2 separate regions of the Rattus norvegicus genome follow, and region 1 is linked to region 2. A link is a contact called in public HiChIP or PLAC-seq data. All regions are on one chromosome and are shown on one strand. The core of a region is the stretch at or near the end of the contact, and the rest is flanking DNA. Distances in the headings are between cores, read along the strand shown. Region 1 overlaps Pantr1 (POU3F3 adjacent non-coding transcript 1). Region 2 has its middle 150 kb from the start of Pantr1.

Evidence for each region. HiChIP or PLAC-seq counts read pairs in DNA pulled down with a chosen protein or histone mark.
Region 1: an H3K27ac HiChIP or PLAC-seq map of oligodendrocytes shows a contact between it and region 2, with 8 times the contacts expected there. The contact joins two enhancer-like sites. A contact is called at or near these places in 1 of 12 Hi-C or Micro-C datasets (frontal cortex) and 1 of 1 datasets of contacts at active chromatin or transcription factors (oligodendrocytes).

The regions. Positions count from the first base shown.
Region 1 is chr9:52,426,015-52,431,263 of GRCr8, forward strand. The region is part of intron 1 of Pantr1 (POU3F3 adjacent non-coding transcript 1); the gene reads right to left. Among named protein-coding and RNA genes, the nearest start is that of Pantr1, 7.1 kb to the right of the region's middle. Within about 2 kb of position 1,322, at least 32 of the 93 cell types and tissues checked have an H3K27ac peak or open chromatin away from gene starts, as enhancers often do.
Region 2 is chr9:52,286,689-52,291,865 of GRCr8, forward strand. No RefSeq gene overlaps it. Among named protein-coding and RNA genes, the nearest start is that of Pantr1, 150 kb to the right of the region's middle. Within about 2 kb of position 2,348, at least 36 of the 93 cell types and tissues checked have an H3K27ac peak or open chromatin away from gene starts, as enhancers often do.

The DNA of each region.
Region 1 (5,249 bases), core at 72-2,571, 140 kb after region 2:
AGTGATTCTGCAGGGTCACATCTCCTCTGCGTATTGGGGGACGAGGGATGTCTTTTCCCTAGGAGAGCCTCGCAAAGCGAGAAAAGTTTTCTACCACTTGTGTGTGTGTGTGGCGGGGGGGGGGGGGGGGGACAGAAAGATGAAGTATGAACCTTGCTTCCTAGGGATGGCCAGAAAGTATTTGAAATCTCGCGGACACGCAAGCTCTTTCGCTTGACACACGCGGGGTGACTGGCACTCTCTTCGGAACCCCGCAAACAGGCTGGGCTTTAGGCTGGAGGAGGAAATGCCCTGTAAACCACGTGCCTTCAACCACGGGGTTTTGCCCACCCTACAGCCTTGATCACTTGAAAAGCGAGAGCCACGTACCCAAAGGAACAAGTTCAGGACCTCACAAGGACATCGATCGAGACTTGATTGGACCCTGGACTTCTGCAAGGACTAGTGAACAGAACCGGAGGAAAGTGTCTGATTAAAACTGAGAGCAGATTTTGCGACACTCCAAACCCTAGTAGCTCTGTCCCCTTCTCACTGCCTAAGTTCAACTGAGCTTGAGAGAGTGACATCCCTCCCTTCTCGGTGCCTTTCCCAAGCCAAGCCAAGGCCAGAGGTGTGCAGAAAAATTTTTAGAGACACCCCATCTTATAAATATGAGAATTTCATCAGGCAGCACAGACTACTCAAAGCGTTCCGTTTTTCTGCGATCCAATTTTATTAGGATTTATTCTCATTTGTGCTCGACTTCTCTGGGGAAATAATGCTTTGATTAATGTAATCCTGGCCCAGGATCCGCCTCACGCCCCTCGACCCTCTCCCAAGAGAAAGGGCCTGTTTGACAAACAATAACAGAGGCGCAACTCTTGCAATCTGCCCACACCTTTGGGGATGTCTGGGAAGAGGGTGACACTCGTTCACACCCAAGTAGCTAAAAGCAGCGTGGAAAGGAGGGAAAGAGAGAGGGCTCTGTGGTAGCCGAACTTTACAGACGCAAAGCCCTAGGTACTTAGGTGGAGGGGGGAAGGGAGGGCTCTTGGGGTAGGGCCCGAGCCTCGGTGTGCGAAAGAGTGCGTAGATTCCAGTACGCGCCTCTCCTCTGCTCGCTCCCAGTATCTACTTCTTTGTCCCTCGCCACAGGCCTCCACTGCAGAGATCTGCACGCTGTGGTTGTGCAGCTCCTTGACCCCAAGGGTATATCCACAGCGCCCACCCGCGGCCCCAAAGCACCTAGAGAACAGGTTTTCCGTGTTAACCAACCACACCAACCTGAGACGCCCTGAAGTCCTCAAAACCCGAATCAGAAGCCCAGACCCTGGGACCCAATTCAACGGTTTTCCTCATCCTCATCCGTCATCCAACCATGCATCCATCCATCCTTGCATGCATACATGCATGCATGCATGCATACCATACAAATCGGTGGACAGAAGCGCGGATAGTTCTTTGCCCAGCTATGGGCTGAAAACGGGCGCCCCCTTTGCAGCTCTCTTGCCTCCTGCTCAACCAAGACCCCCTCCGCGACGGGAGAACAGCTCAATTACGAAGGGAGCAAAGAAACGAAATCCCGGGCTCAAACGCCCTGCCCACCGGAGCTTCTCAGGTCCCCCTTTCTGTAGCGCGTTCCCCACCCCCACGGTCCCCAGCTCAGGGGCGGTCGGGGACGCGCGGCGGTGCTAGGGGTCCTGCCCCGCTCCGCGGGAACAAAGCCCGCCGCGGGAGCTCGTGGCCGCGCTCAGAACGGGTGACAAAGGCAGGCAGGCGGTGCCAAGCTCCAAGGCAGCGCTCCTATGGCCGGGCGAGAAGGAGGCCCCAAAGATGGGTACAATTTGCACCCAGATTTTTCTGGGCGTCTGTGGTTTTTTGGGGGTTTTTTTTTGTTTTTTTCTTGTGTGCCCAAAGACCTGTTGGGTGACTCAGCTCTTATCTATCTGGTCCTGCCACCTCAGCAGCCTTGCTGTTCTCTCATGCCCGCTCAAGTCTCCTCCATCTCAACCAGCTTTTCTCTCCACCTCACTCCTTTTACCTTCTCGCTTTGAGGGTTAGCTTTTTTCCCCTTTTTTTCTTTCCCATGGAAAAGCACTGTTAACCGGATTCTGCAGACAGCTCTATGTTCAAATAACATTCTAAAAGACCTTTCTGGGCAGTCGCTGGCAGAAAGGGGGAGGTAATGGGAGCCTTTTAATTTTATTATGCAAACTGCACTCTAAATAAAATAAAATGCCCTTAGAACGAGTTCGAAGAAAGACAGACTTAGCCCTGAGGCCCAACAGATTCCTGCCGAATTCGGCAAATGTCCCTGTCGGCTCCCACAAATCACATAAATGGTAGAGTCGAGTCGGGGAGGAGAGAAAGACACCACACACACACACACACACACACACACACACACACACACACACACACACACCGTGGAATGGAAACCCCATTCCATATGAAAATGGGAACCCAAGTCTCCTGGGGGGGGGGGAGTTCTAATCGTGCATTCTAACCCTGGATGGGAATTGCTGCCAAGACCCTACCAATAAAATCGTACAATTTTTTAATTTGGGGTACTTTGAATGCTGTGTACTCCAAGCAAAATTTTACTTGATCGGTTTTGTGGGATAAAAATGAGAGAAAAACAGTCCTCCTCGGCATTTGACAGAGTATATGCCGCGACTTCTGGGTGATTTTGTGTGTGTGTGTGTGTGTGTGTGTGCCCTGGTTTAATACTAAATTGTTTGATGTTTATCAACTGTCGCTCTGAGCCAGGGATCCTTTCCTCCTCGGGCTTTACTAACCAGGGTCCTTGCAGAAAATTTAGGCAGAAAGGCAAATATGAAAAAGCAATACTGGACACACAGGAAGCCATTGTGAGCAAGGTCACATCATTCTAACACCTAGACTTCCGTTAAGTAGTTTAGTGGCTGAAATTATATTCTTGCAAACTGTGGGATATCAGAAGCATCAACTCTCTGCGAATACACTTGCCACTGTGCTTTCTAAAGTGGATAGCAACGACTACATTTTCTTGAAAACACCATAAAGTAGGGCTGTCCCAGGCAGGCACTGAGTTGGAGAGGGCCCCAGGGAAGGAGCAGAACAGTGAAAGGAGGGCTCCAGTAGCAGAGGAGAAAAGAAGCCAGGAAGCACTGTTTGGCAGATGTGAAAAGAGCAGCAACCATCAGCACGAAATGCCCGATCTACACCAGGCTCCTCGGACAGTAGCTAAGGTCAAATGTCAAAACAAAACAACAACAAGAAAAAGGCACAAAAGTACAAGAATTGCTCTCTAAGATGCTACACCAGCTTTCTTCTCCATCCCAGCACCGTTTGTTGGTTGGGCCTCAGAGAAGATGCTGTAACACTTAGAGGCGATGCTTGGTGGGGGAAGACCTCAAGCAAAGAGTAACTCCAATCTCTTAGGACCAGGACTGGTGCACGAATATAATTTACCAGACACCTCTGGTAAAGCTCAGTTCATATTACTGGGCTATTGTTTGGTTTGTTTGTTTGTTTGTTTGTTGTTTGTTTTTATGACACACACACATCCACACACACACCAAATTTACCTTGAAATATTTTTCTAGCTAGGACATATCCACGTTTGTTGCAAATGAATCATATTTTCACCATCACCTCTAGTCTATCAGCTGGGCTCTGTGTTACCTAGTGCTAGGAGTTGAAATTTGAAAGAGACCATGATGTCGGGGAGCACAGGAAGGGTGGTGAAGGGCAGCCAAGAATAATCCATTAGTTGCAGCTTCTCCAGCAATTGGAAGAGAGCATTACCAGCCTTGACAGGTCCATGCACACAGCTAGAGTGAGCAAACAGTTGGAAATGGGTTGCTTCAAAAGCACATACAGGATTACCAAGTTACTGTGCTTTCTCAGTTTATTTTCCACAATTAGAAATGCCCTCTAGTTTAAGAAGAAGGGAACTTACTTTAAGGAATCATAGTGTCTTTGAATTCATAATTACTCCTTCAAACTGTTCCCCAAAAAACCTAAGTGCTCACTCCCTTCCTTCAGATCATATAGACCAGCTATTAAAAGGACACAAAGCAGGGGCAATACACACTCCAAAACCATAGCAATACCAAGAAATGGCTCGTTCACTGTCCACTAGGTAAAGCCCCTTTTCTAACCAAAAGCCGGTGCTGCAGAGCCCCCCCCCTCTTTTGTATAAGCCATACAGTACAGACTGTAGGTAGGTTGAACATTTATTTTAATGTGTAAATGCTAAGAGAAACTGCTTTTGTGCTGTGCTTTATTGGACTGCCTTATCATTGCCAAATGGAAGCCAGTGAGGGGGTGCCCGTTTCATCTTGGGCACATCTGACTCAGGTAATTTTCTGCATTCTCTCATTTGGCAAAAGCAATTTCACCATCCTCAACAATTAAGTCTGTAGCTTTTGCCCAGAACTTTGGATCTTAATTTATACCCACCTTGATTATTCCCACCCTCAAGACATCGCAGAATTCTAACGTGGTCCCTGTAAAGTAGCAGCTCACCTCAAATTAACTTGTTGCTTTACCCCCAAATTCTTATATTCTGCTTCTTTTACTGAAAGGTATCTAAATCTATAGAAATCACGAGGGTTCCCTCCACTTCCCTGTTCTTTTGAGTATGTTTTTTGAGAAAGAAAAGGGGGGGGGAGCAGCTGCTTAGACAACCATAGCTCCCAGGAACTATAACACAGGAGAATGGGAGAATGTGCTATGTGAAGAATAGGGAGGCCTTCGCCAATGTTTTGCGATATGAATGAATTTTTAAAAAGTGTCTTTTTCTACTAGTACATTCTGAATGCTTTGAACAACCCTGGGCGTGCAAAGCAAGCTAGGTTTTGGGTCTTGTCCCATTCTGTGGACTCCTAGAAGTCTTTTGTCTGCAACGCAGTGCTGAGGAAGAAAGCAGTGTTTGTGCTCAAATTACAATTTCCCCAATTCTCCACTCGGTTTTATTAGCACAAACCTGACAGTGCATTTCCTGACTAAGTGTAAGGTCCAGGTGAAATCAAATGGTTCAAGTGTATCTGAGTGAGTCTCTCTTGCTTGCATGATTCCTATAATCTTTCAAACCTAGATGAGCTCACCCTTCAATCCAACCCTGACCTGCTAAAATTAGTTTCAAAGAAAAACTTAAGGCTGAAGCCTGGTTGGCTTGGAGCAGTGTTGAAATGAAGCCAGTGGCAACAGCCCCCACCCCTAGAGGAGCAGCGAAGCTATCAGAAAGGTCAGGCTTTGTGACTCTTATTCACAGGTGCCTTCAG
Region 2 (5,177 bases), core at 1,098-3,597:
TTGATCCAAAATGGAAATCATGATGTAGAACTCAAAGTCTATTCGTGTGTGTGTGTGTGTGTGTGTGTGTGTGTGCGTGCGCGCATTCATGCACGAGTGTGTGTTTATAAAAAAGTGTGTTGGTGCACAAGATTAAATCAGCAGTCTTCTACTGTGTTGGGAGAATAGGAGACACTCTGAAAGATAACCTGGTTAATCTGTAAGACTTGTGACAGTCACAGCCGGTGGGATGGCAATGATACCAAAAGGGAACGTTCAGAATGCACCTTCCGTGGTTCAGAATTGCGCGCAAGCTGTTTTTGTACAACATTTGCAAATCCACCGGCTAAAGAATGCTGAGAAGGAAAGAGAGGGAAAACGGGCAAGCAGAGCTAAACATAAAACACCAGCAATACATATTTGCTTATTCAAAGGGCAATTAATTACTGGTAAGCTCTGTGATCCAGGCCCCTTCCTAAGCACTGCGGTTCCAAGAGAATAATCACCCAAAACGTTTTTAGTAAATATGAGTCTCTACAGAACCGATATAAATCACCTCTTCTCTTTACCACTGGGCTGCATGCTTAGAAAGTTGTATAAATTTAAAGACATGCTTCCTTCCTAACGCACGATACTTGGAGCTACATGGCGGCCAGTTTAGGGCCTTGCACAGGTGGAGTATCGAGGATCTTCCAGGTATCCGGTTTGATTTATGATTCTCTTGGGAATTAACAGACGATGGCTCTAGACAGAAATTCTCCTGTAGGTTGCATGGTGTTGGATGGATAATAGAACCTGGGGTGTGTCATTATCAGAGTCGATATTGATTCTATCAGCAGCATTGAGCTACAATTCTCCCTCATAACTATTTATGCAACTCTCTGTGATTTGTGTTCAGCAGTGGTCATTTTCCCCCCTGTGGCTGCTGCAGTTTCTCTTGCTGTGGGGCACCATGAAGCTATGTCCCAAAGATTTGGGATTGAGTTTGAGAATAACGGAGAGGAGATCAAAGATGTTTTTGAATTAGAACTAATTGTTTAGGATGAAAAGGAAGTGTAGGTCTTTAATTTTATTAGTTGCATAGGTGTTTAAGAGATAAGCAGTGTAAGTGGGAAAAATGCAGATAAAATCAGAGGCAATTTCGAGGGGAAGCAGAGAGGAAATTAGCAAGAGCCTGATGCTTTTTTATTTTTCTTTTTTCTGTGGGGGGGCGGGGGTAGGGGAAGCATAGAACCTTAGTCTGTTATAACCTGAAGGACTGCAACTGGCCAAACATTAATATTTAAGATTATTTTTTAAATTATGTCTTTTGGGGGAGGGGAGTACAGGAATGAGAGTGCAGGTGCTTGAGAGACCAGAGAACCCTGAGAAGTTGGTGTTACAGGTGTAAGCCTTTTAACCTGGGTGCTGGGACGTAAACTGAAATTCTCTACAAAAGAGGAATGCGTTCTCAACCACTGAACCATCTTCTGGTCCCCACGGATTAACATGATTAGAAAACACATCCTCACTTAGATTTATCCAGCCATGGAGTAGGACCAAAAAGAAAGAAAAAAGAAAAGATAAAAAAGCACGGAACAGAAGAACTATCACGGTCCCCACGCAACACCTAGCTCTTCACAATACAAAAGCTATCAAGGCTGGTGCCCAAGTTCTTCAGAACTAGGGAACTGGAAAGGAATAATTTGACTAGATCCACACGGGGGTAATTGGAAGCCCCGAACTTTACCATTGGGGTTTGCTCATACTTCGTCTCCAGAGTCACAGGTTCCTAAAGACAGGTGTGACTTTCTGCGTCGAATGCGCTAGCAACAGGATCCTGCCATACCTACCGCCGTGGCCTTGCCCTTGCTGATGGAAACTGAACACCAAGCAGCAGGCGTTTCTTCTGCTCCTGTTGACTTGTTAGAGTCTACCTTGGCTCAGCTTGTCTAGGCCTGGGGTCTGTACTCAGCATCTGCTCTTTGTCCATGACTTCCTGGAGAGGCTTTCTGGGAAAATGTCATCGGGCGGTGTTGATTTCCTGTCTCCTCAGCACTGGATCTGGGAGGTGGATTCCCTTCACACTGGCTTTTTTTTTTTTTTTTTAAATCTGGAGAATGCACAGGAGCCTCTTGCCTTGTAATACACAGTCTGTCTCATTCATAAAATCTTGTCCTGGAAAAAGCCTCATTCATTCCCACAGAAGAGCTGCAGTTGGGAGGGCAAGGGCATTCAGAACCTTGGGAGATAGGAGACAATAGCCGAGTGCTTGGCAGCAGCTCCTGGGCGGCGTTAGCAACATGTACGGACGCCAGGGAGAGGATCAAACGCTGTAGTTATTTACTCGTCTCTGAGGAGCAAAAGAGTCTCTTTGCCTCTAATATACATGCCAAATCCTCGGGAGCCGAGCGAGGAAATGATGAGCTGTGCGGAGGATTGGCACGAAGTCCTGTGCTCCGAGATAGTGAGGCATTTTGCTTGAAAGCATCCGTTGTTTCAAGAGAAAACGAGAATTGTGGGATTTTGTTGTCAATCAAGGGTCAGCAGCTTCCTCTCCCACTGGACGTTCACACACAAGGTCCCCCATCCCCTCCTCCCCAATCCTGCCAGAGAGCCAGGCTGTCCTGTTCCTTGGCCACCAGAGGCCAAGGCCTCCCTTGCGGAATCTCAAAACACAGTTGGTAACTTCAGTCTTCCCAACGCTTCCCACGTTAGTAATCACCAAATACGAAACATGACAAAAATTCAGATAAATAGGGCATCGGTCCGGTGTAACTCCGTTTGCGAAGAGCCCTCTAGAATCCAGAGCACAATAGGTCTGTGTTTATTTTTCCACCAGTCGCATAATGTGACTGATTTACAAGAGTTTAACTGGAGTGGTAATCTGACAGTGATGAAGGAGCCCCTCACCGGCGCGGTCGCTCACACTATCATATTAGTTGCCTCCTCTAGCAAGGCAGTGTGGTCGATAATTGGAACACTTTTATGTCTAGTGGTTCTGACAAACCTCTTCTTCAGGTCACATATGGGCGGTCTAGCTCTCTGCTCAGCCCAACAGTGGCACATACTTTAGACTGAGAAAGTATTGTTCTCCTCACATTATGGAGCAACGGCAGTTCAAGGGAAGTGAGGCTGCGTGCCGGCTACCTGCTGGTGTGTAGTAAAATAAAATGGACATGATACCGAGCCGGGAGTACAATTAAATCTATTTTGCACCAATGTGTTGCCGGACAGATGAGTTTCCACATGACAGAACTTTATGATCTTTAAGGTAGACTGAACTAATAGATTGGTGTGGAGCGCACTGAAGTTACCAAGGACGGGAAAGCAGGCAGTGGTACATTTGAACTACAGGTTTCTCATATGCCCCGCGTCATGCTGAGTTTTTATAGCTCCTGGCTTTCAAAAAGCCTGTTTCAAAGAGGTTTGCGCTAGACTGGGCATGCAGTTTTGCTCTGCAGATATTGTCGCTGCCGATTTAGTGGAATGCAATTAGGAAGCCTAAATTAAGTGGTAATGGAGAACCAGCTCTTGAAACTGGGGTTTCCACGGCAACCGCTGCTTACAATACAGCCTTCAGTTAGTTTTCCCACTTTATCTGCAAAATGCACAATTGAGCTTTAAAACAGCTCGGTGCTGAAAAACGCACTGTAAACAACTGTTTGCAATGAGAGTTTTACACTGTCTTTAAATACAACAAACCATCACATAAAATTTACTTGCCCGCACTAATAATGTGAAATCCGGGTTGCGGGTTGGTGAGGGATTTTTAAGAAAAAAAGGGAGAGAGAGAGAGAGAGAGAGAGAGAGAGAGAGAGAGAGAGAGAGAGAGAGAAATGTGTTATTCCTCTGCCACCATCAGATTTATTTTTAAGGAGAGATGTCACAAGTCATTAGGTCGCTCAACTTTGGTCATCCCTGCACTGTTTTCAGCTCCCCTGACAATCTGTGTATCCCAACAGTCCTACATTAAGATACATTTTCCCTTTCAGCACACACACCATTGTCTTAAATAATTGTATAATGCTCTTTGTCAGTATTCCTTTTTCTCTAGTAACACTTCTGGGATGCCTTTTATATTTTCCCCTTTATAACAACATACTGCACACCTGCAAATTTTCCATATTTACTAATCTGGACATGCCCTTTCTTCAGATGAACCAACATCTCATCTCTCTATACATTTAAAGGTTAACCAACCAGGAAGTTCTTGTGCCATTCTAACAGACAAGACAGTTGAAATATAGCAGGAAAGTAGGTGTGTTTTCCAGCACACAGTTTTCTGAAGCAACTATGGGGGGTTTGCACCTTTGTAAAATTCATTTTCTTCTATGGTAGGGAATCCGTATTTTATTATATGGAACTGGCGTTTTTGTTTCTGCGTGTCAGGATGATACGCATACACTCATCCACGACCCATCCTGTGCATACTTTTCTTTGCACAGGAGGAGGAAAAAAAAAATCAAATTGAGTTCTGCAGAGAGGAAAGGAGGATAGAATCAAATTTGGGGTCTCCTAGCTATAACACTCTGTTTAATTGCCAGTCTTAACAGGGTGATCACTGGAACATGTCCGGACAGAGCCAAGCAGCTGGTGGGAACTCATGAATCCTCCACAGCACAGAAGGTAATGTTCCCCAGCAGTTTGTGTGCTCTCAAGGTTGGCGTATTATACGTGTGTTATTTTCGCTATGAGAACATGCAGAGAGAAAGGCATGGGGAGGGGAGGAGGGAGGGAGGGAGAAAGGGAAAGAGAGAGAAAGAGAGAGACAGAGAGACAGACAGAAAGAGACAGAGAGAGGGGGAGACAGAGAGAGAGAAGGGGGTGGAGAGAGAGGGAGAGAGAGAGAGAGAGAGAGAGAGAGAGAGAGAGAGAAGAGAGGGAGAGAAGAAAGGGAGAGGAGACCTGTTATTTGTATGGTCTGGGTGGAAGGCTACATTCTGGCATCAAGGGTCATATGTGTGCATTCTTCATGTTGGTGAATCATGTTCTCTGTAGCCTTGGCACTTGCCGGGGAGGGAGTATGTTCTCCACAGGAAGTAGATCTCTTCACTTGAGGGGTCTGGCTGCTGGAACCCAGACTTGTTTCAGGGCCTTCCATTTTGACTTCAGTTGATTTAAATGGCACAGAGCCTTTGTTAAATACCCCCCCCATTTTTCTATTATTTGCTGATTCTCACAAGTGGTTTCTATTATCTTCACACTCTGAGAATATA